Regions from separate parts of the Zea mays genome. Here region 1 is linked to region 2. The links are chromatin contacts, called in public Hi-C maps. All regions are on one chromosome and are shown on one strand. The core of a region is the stretch at or near the end of the contact, and the rest is flanking DNA. Distances in the headings are between cores, read along the strand shown. Region 1 holds the start of LOC606419 (adenosine 5'-phosphosulfate reductase-like 1). Region 2 holds the start of LOC100193955.

Region 1 (3,844 bases), core at 274-2,773, 160 kb after region 2:
ATCTATATCTCTAAATAATTTAACTATAAAATAAAACTACATATAACAATCTATTAATGATACTATCACAATTATTAATTTATATTTGTATTTGATTAAAATTTAAAATATTTAACTTCTCGTACAGTTATTACGTAACAAAGTGGATGATACCACCACGATGAGTTCCGCCTGCCTACTTTACTTTGTCGTCTACCCTTGGAGCTGCCCTAGAACAGCCCAACACAGCTCCACTATCGGTTTAGGAATTAGGACGCCGTGACTTTTCTGGTTTCGTCCGATATTCAAACAAGGTTGTTCGGTTGCGCGTGGGTGGTGGGCCATGATTCTAGCTCTGGTGTCTGGTCGACAACACAACCTTGAACACCAGGGTAAATGGTAACGGTAACGGTTTGCATTCGATTACCAGTGGTAACAAGTTTGAATAGGCTGATATCAATTTCTAGTGTGGTATCGGATTACGATTGTACTTAAACAAACATGATTTAACGTTATTTGTTACCGATTACATTACAAATATATGAACCAAATATCACCCAAGTTCAATGAACCTAGACACCTCAAGCTTGGCTCACTGGTCCAAGTACATAAGCATGTGCAGCAAAGTGGGCTTCGCTAAACCTGATTGGATTTCAGCACCTCAGGACCATAAACAACTGACTACTAGTAGTAGTCTCTTGCTGTTTCAGAGGCAGACAGGTGGGACACACAGTTCAGTGGCCAGCGAAATACGCGAGTCCACTTGGAATGTGTACGGCCACACGTTCGGAAGATACCACGACGCCGCGAGCATACCGGATGCAGGTCGCCGCGCCTAAACCCATTCCACGAGGACCAACGGCAACGGAGGCTAACGGGCACGCGGTAACGAGTACCCGAACCGAACCCGTCACGGTTCAGGAGTGGCACGAGAGAGGACGTCACGCACCTGAAGGCGATGGCGATTTCGGAGCCGAACATGGCCAGCGCCCGATCCATGATCTCCAGCGGCGACGCGCCCTCCAGCTCACGCGCCAGGGCCTCGTAGTCCACGGCCGCAAGGGCCGCCGCCTCGTCGGCCACGGGCGCGGCCGGCGCCGCCGCGGCCGCGGAAGCCGCCACCGGCTGCCTCGCAGGCTCCGCCGCGCGCAGCGATCGCACCGCCCGAGCGCGCTGGCCACGCGCTGCCGCCGCCGACGGGGCCACGCTCGCCTGCTGCTGCCTCAGCCCGCCAATCCTCGCAGCTGCGCGAACAGAAGGGAGAGAGATGAGAAGAGTTAGGCCGGTATGCGCTTCGAATTCCGGTGAATTTTGTTGCGGAGCAGCGCATTTCACTAGCTGAAACGTCGGATCCGAGCAAAAATTATACAAAGGAAAGAGCATCCAGAACAAAGAAAACATGTCACCTTTGACGTCGCGGAGGGCGGCGGGGTGCGACGAGATGGAGGTGGTAGCGGAAGCCATGGATGCTCTCTTGGGGCTTTCGAATTGAATTCGCAGCGGTTTAAATTCTCTGGAGCAAGAAAATGTGTTTCGACACCTGCGTTTTTTCTGTGGCGTGGGGTGGAAGCGGGCGGGTGGTTTACATATAGGTCGGGCGGGAGGCCAGGTTCATCGCACCCGGACGGGTTTCCGGCAGCGGCAGCGGGCAGCCTCATGGGACACGTGGCGGTTTCCAATTGGTAGAGCGCACGGGAGGCTTCCTGGCCGATCGAAGCAGTGGCGTCATAGAAGAGGCCCGGCTGTGCCGAGTGGACGCCTGTCGTGGCGATGAATTGGCTAGTTGTGTGGCTACCTCACGCTCGTTTGCCCCCTTGCGAAGATCCATCCATCCGCAGCCGTAGAGGAGGACATGGGGTACTTTGGATCAGACCGAACTGCCAAAGTCAAAGAGGGGCAACGCTCTTAGCGCCACGTATCTGACACAACTGGTGATTAAAGCCGGCTGCTTGAACTGCTATATCTGAAATTTACAGAGACAAAAATATTGTAGAATCAGTAAAAAACCTGATATAGATTAAAACAAAGAGAATAAACTGATGGTGGACTGCTTGGGCCAGGCAAAATTTCTACGCTATCATCAAAATACGTATTTGGGGTCTATTAGACTCAAAACCAGTATCGGTGGCCTATCAATTGTAAGTGCTCTTGGACAACCAATACGGCAAGGGTACATTAAAGATTATATAAATGTCTAATGTCAATGAACTGTTTATAGATTATTATAATGTAGAAATCTATATTATATAATCCATCTAATAATCTTTGTAGTTTGTTTGTCTCTTAACTTATTTAAACGATTATATAATTTAGAGGGTAAACAAAAAGTACCTAAGCTAATTTGTTTTTTTTTTTTGAAAGGGAGGGGCAAAAGGATTGCCGCTCCGATCTATATTAGAAGGGAAAGATAAATACAAACACCAAGGATCTTAAGGGAAAGGAGGCGAAAAACAACAAAAAAGAACAGAAGGCAAATAGAAAAGAAAAACAGCCGAAGCCAAAAGAAAAACCACTGGGCCAAAAACAGCCAACTAACTAGCCTTCAGTTACTACCATAATCCTTGACCGCTAGAGCAACTTGATCAGCGCTTCGATGCTGCCTTTGAAAAATTCTGTTATTTCTTTCCAGCCAAAGGTTTCACCAAAAATGAATTAGAAGACCGTCAAAACCTCTTCTGGTCTGTCTGGTGCAAAGGCTGCGCAGGTCCATCCACTAATCATATAAAGAAATGTCATTGGGAGACCCCGTCAGTAAAGGAACGTTGGCCCCAGTCCAAACTTTGTTCCACACCTCTCTACTAAAGGGGCAATCCTTGCATAAGTGGAGGATTGTTTCTGGGGCCGAGTTGCAGAGACGGCAAACTGGGCTACATGGCCAGCCTCTTTTTTGAAGGTTGTCGGCCGTCAGAATTCTCTTATGGAGAAGAGTCCAAGCAAAAAATCTGCACTTCGGTTCCACTTTAGCCTTCCAAATGGGGCATAGATTCATACTACTGAAATTGGATGTGAACTGGATTTTGTAAGCACTACTAGCACTGTACTGCCCATCTGCCGTCCATCTCCAAGAGATGTTGTCTTCTAACCCGTTAAGCTCATGCATATTACCTATGGCCCGCCAAAGAGAGATTAACTCTCCAAACTCCCCCTCCCCCGTATACGGTGAGCAAAGACGAATCCAGTTGTTGTTATTGAGCGCTTTGGCCACCGTGATGTTCTTCCTCTTTGTCTTCCTGAACAATGATGGCGCAATGTTCTTAGGGGCCTGGCCTTGAATCCAACTAGAATTCTAGAATTCTGCCATCTTTCCATTGCCTATCGTGACAGTTGTGGAAGCGTTGAAGAGATCTTCATCAGTTTTGTCACAAGGAAGCTTCAAGGCAGTCCACGCCCTATCTTTGCTCTTCCAACGTAGCCACGGCCATCTTAATCTTAGCCCCCTCGCAAAACGATCAAGGTCCAGAACACCAAGACCTCCCTTGTCCTTTGGGAGGCAAGTTAGGGGCCAGTTGACGAGGCAGTGCCCCCCGCTGCAAGCTTCTGGATTGCCCCCTTTCCACAGGAAGTTTCTACGCATTTTGTCAATTGTTTGCAGCAGCCATTTTTGAGGTGGAAAAACCGTTAAATGGTAGATTGGTTGTGCGAATAGCACCGCTTTAACAAGAGTTTCTCTACCGGCCTTTGACAGCAATTTGCCTTTCCAGCCTGCCAACCTATTGTTGATTTTTTCTATTAGAGGTTGAAGGTCATTTCTTCTAACTTTCTTGAAATGAAGGGGTAACCCGAGGTACTTCCCGGGGAGACTAGAGTATTTGCCCGGAAACACCTCCATTAGTGCAGGCCATAATGCTGTCGGGTAACGAATTGG
Region 2 (3,834 bases), core at 115-2,614:
CAACCAAAAGGTAAAAAACAACATAAGTTTCATGAAGAACAATTGCCAGATATGTTGCTACAGTACTAAAAAATGGAGACTCTAGGGCAGATGTTACCCTTTATAATAAAATCCTGAATCTAAAAATTGTATCTAATATAAGCAACAACACATGCATCTCACTTGCATGTAACATCATACACTTGAAACCACCCACTTAGAGCTTTCGTTTCACCGTTAATCTATGTGGATTGAGTGGTATTGAGTCGGTTTAAATCCATAGCCAGTCAAAATCTAACCCAATATATTCCAATACACTCCAATCCACATGGATCCATGTGGATTGGAGTGTATTGGGTAGGATCGACCCAATCTCACTCAATTCACATGGATTGAGAGTGAACCGAAGCCCTATATCATGGATCAACACGGCCTAGGAGACTAAACAACTACAAGGGTGCATCCGCTAGGTAGCCAACAGCCAGAAAAACACTTCAACAAGCTCACACAATCTAGCGATCGATCAAAATAAATAGCAGAAGTGTGTAGCTCTGTATGACAGAACCACCAGTCTAGTGCTGCAAAAGATTTTGCATACATGTACACACCACGGTAATCACCCTCAAGCATTCATTCATGGTAAGCAATACGACCCTACAAGCCACAATAAGCACCCTCAAACATTTCGTTCATGCTATGCTGTACTACTCCGAACCTGCAAGTCCCCTCATCACCACGGTACATCATGCAAACAAGAGATAAGGTGAAGGCAGAGTCGCCTGACACAGAAACGTTGTTGGATCGCGCGTCGCGGCCAGGAAGCAATCAACGGGAAACCGCACGGGCGAAGCCTGACACGGGCTAACACCACGAAGCCCTCCCCGCCACTGAGAGCCGCAAGCAGTTCAACAAAGAAAATAGGAGTGGGTGGAGCGGGGACCTGGTGACGGTACACGCCGGGGACATCGAGCGCCTCGACGTCGAAGGAGTCGGCGCGCGGGCCCGTGCGCACGAGAAGCTGGCGCAGCATCTCATCGTTCTCGTAACCTTCGTCTTCGTCGGAGCACCCGCCGCCCCGTGAGCCCGAGGCGGTGGCGGAGGTGTCCACGCTGCCGTCGTCGGAGCTCTCGATCTCCACGTCCTCATTGGCGCCCCCCGGGACCACCCACCGCATCTCCGCCGACTCCGTCTTCTGCAGACTCCGGCGGACAACGCCACCGCTCTCCGCCTTCATCCGAATCGAGGCGTGGAGGGGAGGAGGCGCGCGCCTGCCGATGTTCTAGTGCTACGGCCGGTGCCGCGGAGAGGTGTGGCGGGGTGGAATAGGCAAAAAGGGAATGGGAAGAAAGGAGAGTTGGGACTGCAGAGGAGAAACGGAACTGAAACTGTGGGAGTTGGGATACAGCTCCGCTCAAGTTGTTTTTATATACTTCCTTTGCTTAAATTAAAAACTGTTTTAGAAAAAATAATAAATTCATATAATACTTGATATACGTATTATATATATACCTAGATTTATTATCATCTATCTAAAGATATATATAAAAATTAAGAGCTAAAACATACTACCTCCGTTGTCAAATATTTGTCGTCTGCTAGTTTAGGGTTTGACCTAAACCGTGACAAATAAAAAAGAATAAGAGAGTACTATCTTAGAGTATAAAATAGTAATTTAATTTCACTATTAGTGTGATTAGTTCACGGCAACGGGCACGCCTCACTCGCGCGGGCATGTCCCGATCAAAACGAGAGTGCGCCACTTCCCTTCGCATGAAGATGAAAGAGCCCAAAATAATCTTGTTTGCACTCGCGCGTGTAGAGCCTGGACGGCGCCGTGCAGCCAACCAAACGTGCTCGCAGGCGCAGTCAATGCACGCGAGTAGCCTGCGCGCGAGCAGTGGGCGAACCAATCACGCCCTATGTGTACAACGAAGGTAGCACGTGTATATGAAAGGATCATCGTGTTTAAAAAGATGGTATATTATTTTTCTAAAAAATCCTATGTAAATTAAGTTTTAACTGTAAGTCCGACTTTATTTGAGTGTCTAATGTGTAAATAGAAATTTTGTACCATAATTTTCAACATTATACTATCGTTGTAGTTCTAGAAATATAAATTCTTACAAAAAAATGCCCAAAGATAAATGTGTATGCTAAATTAAGGGATAGAAAACTCCTCGATGTTTTATAAGTTTTCGGAGAATCGGCACTTTCCACTAATTCTCGTTGGAGTAACCACACAACAGTGGCACTCCCTCTGTACATGTAAAGACCAAGTGCTTTATACAAGTTGGGTGCCGTTTGGTTCACGAAATGTAACGTAAATGGTAATGGTAATGATTCACACTCAAATATTGGCGGTAACAAATTTGAATAAGGTAGTATCCATTTATAGTGTGATATCAATTACGGCTGGACTTAAACAAACATGATTTAACGTTATCGGTTACTCATTACATTACCAATATGTGAACCAAACGGCACATTGGTTCTTTGTCACTCCAACACAACAACCGCTCACAACCATATATAAAATATCGGTCCGGTTACTTACAAATTCTTCAGATGGTCACAACACCCCAATCGTCACCGAATCATCTAGGTAATATTGGTTACCAATAGTAACAAGCACTAGATCCTCATTTAACCATGATGAGCCTAATATGGGTGGTAGATTCACACAAGTCACTCTCCATCCACTCAGACAGCGATGGGGCAGGTGCGGCTCTAGCCCCTCCTACCACTCCCAAGTAGAGATGGCAATGGGAACCCGATCCCCGATTTCCCACGAGGAATTCCTCCATTGGGGGATGGGATGGGGAAGAAACTTTCCCCGCGGGGATATAAACGGGGAAATTCATCCTCCAACGGGTAAACGGGGATGTGGACGGGGAAGCATTCTCTATCCCCATTCTCCACGGGACCCGTTAAACTTGTATGTGATGATGTTTTCGTGTACTAGTTAATGATAAATATATATAATGACCTTGTCAAGAGACCACTAATTATACAAATGTGTTCATTTTGATGTATACATAATGATTTCTTACATCTGACAATGTGTATAAGTGACAATGTTTTACATTAATAACAAAGGACGTATGTTCTAATTATAATTTAAACGGGGATGGGGATCCCCATTGGGGATTTATCCCCGTGGGGAACTGGGATGGAGAAGAAATGTTCCCCGCGAGCGTTCGTGGGGATCCCCGCGGGGGAATTTTTTCATCGCGGGGACGAGGATAGGGAGCTATTCCCCGACGAAGAATTCCCCATTGTCATCCCTACTCCCAAGTCCATAGAGCCCCTTCTAAAATTTAAAACATATATAATATAGTCTCATTATGTATTTTATGGTTTTATCTTTCAATGTTTCAAAGTAACACTACTTCGAACTATTACATATGTCTATTATGAGTTATTTAGTATCGATGTAGTGGTTTAATTAAGTCCCTCCTAAATTTTTTCTAGCTATGTCCCTACTGCACTAATGAGTTTGTTAATCGCATGATTACCATTTCTCTAATATTCACCATGCAAAGGGTCTTCATCGCTCTCAAATGGTTGCTTCAACTATTAGAAGGAGAAATACACCTCAAGGAGTTAAGTTAGGGGTATTAATAGCCCCAATGGGTGAAATTAGTTGTTAGAAACCCACTCAGCAACTTCTAGGACACTAGACATGTCCAATACCAACATTTCCACTACACCGGACACGGCGGTGCCACTCCAACAACTAGTTTTCTGAACTAGCCATTGTTGTACATCATATCCGGTGCAAGCACAAGTGTCACACTGAATGTGTCTAGCGAGTACAACATATAAGTTGCAAGCACAAGTGTCCTAATGCTTGTG

The links. A called contact is a pair of places that touch in the nucleus more often than the background predicts.
Region 1: a Hi-C map of tassel shows a contact between it and region 2, with 2.1 times the contacts expected there. The contact joins the promoter of LOC606419 here to the promoter of LOC100193955 in region 2. A contact is called at or near these places in 4 of 25 Hi-C or Micro-C datasets (ear, leaf and tassel).

The regions. Positions count from the first base shown.
Region 1 is chr7:161,354,110-161,357,953 of Zm-B73-REFERENCE-NAM-5.0, forward strand. LOC606419 (adenosine 5'-phosphosulfate reductase-like 1) reads right to left here and starts at 1,524. Exons shown (of 4, transcript NM_001112294.2): 1 at 1,386-1,524; 2 at 929-1,223. The coding sequence starts at 1,443.
Region 2 is chr7:161,189,886-161,193,719 of Zm-B73-REFERENCE-NAM-5.0, forward strand. It overlaps LOC100193955, which reads right to left and starts at 1,365. Exons shown (of 10, transcript NM_001359359.1): 1 at 920-1,365. The coding sequence starts at 1,213.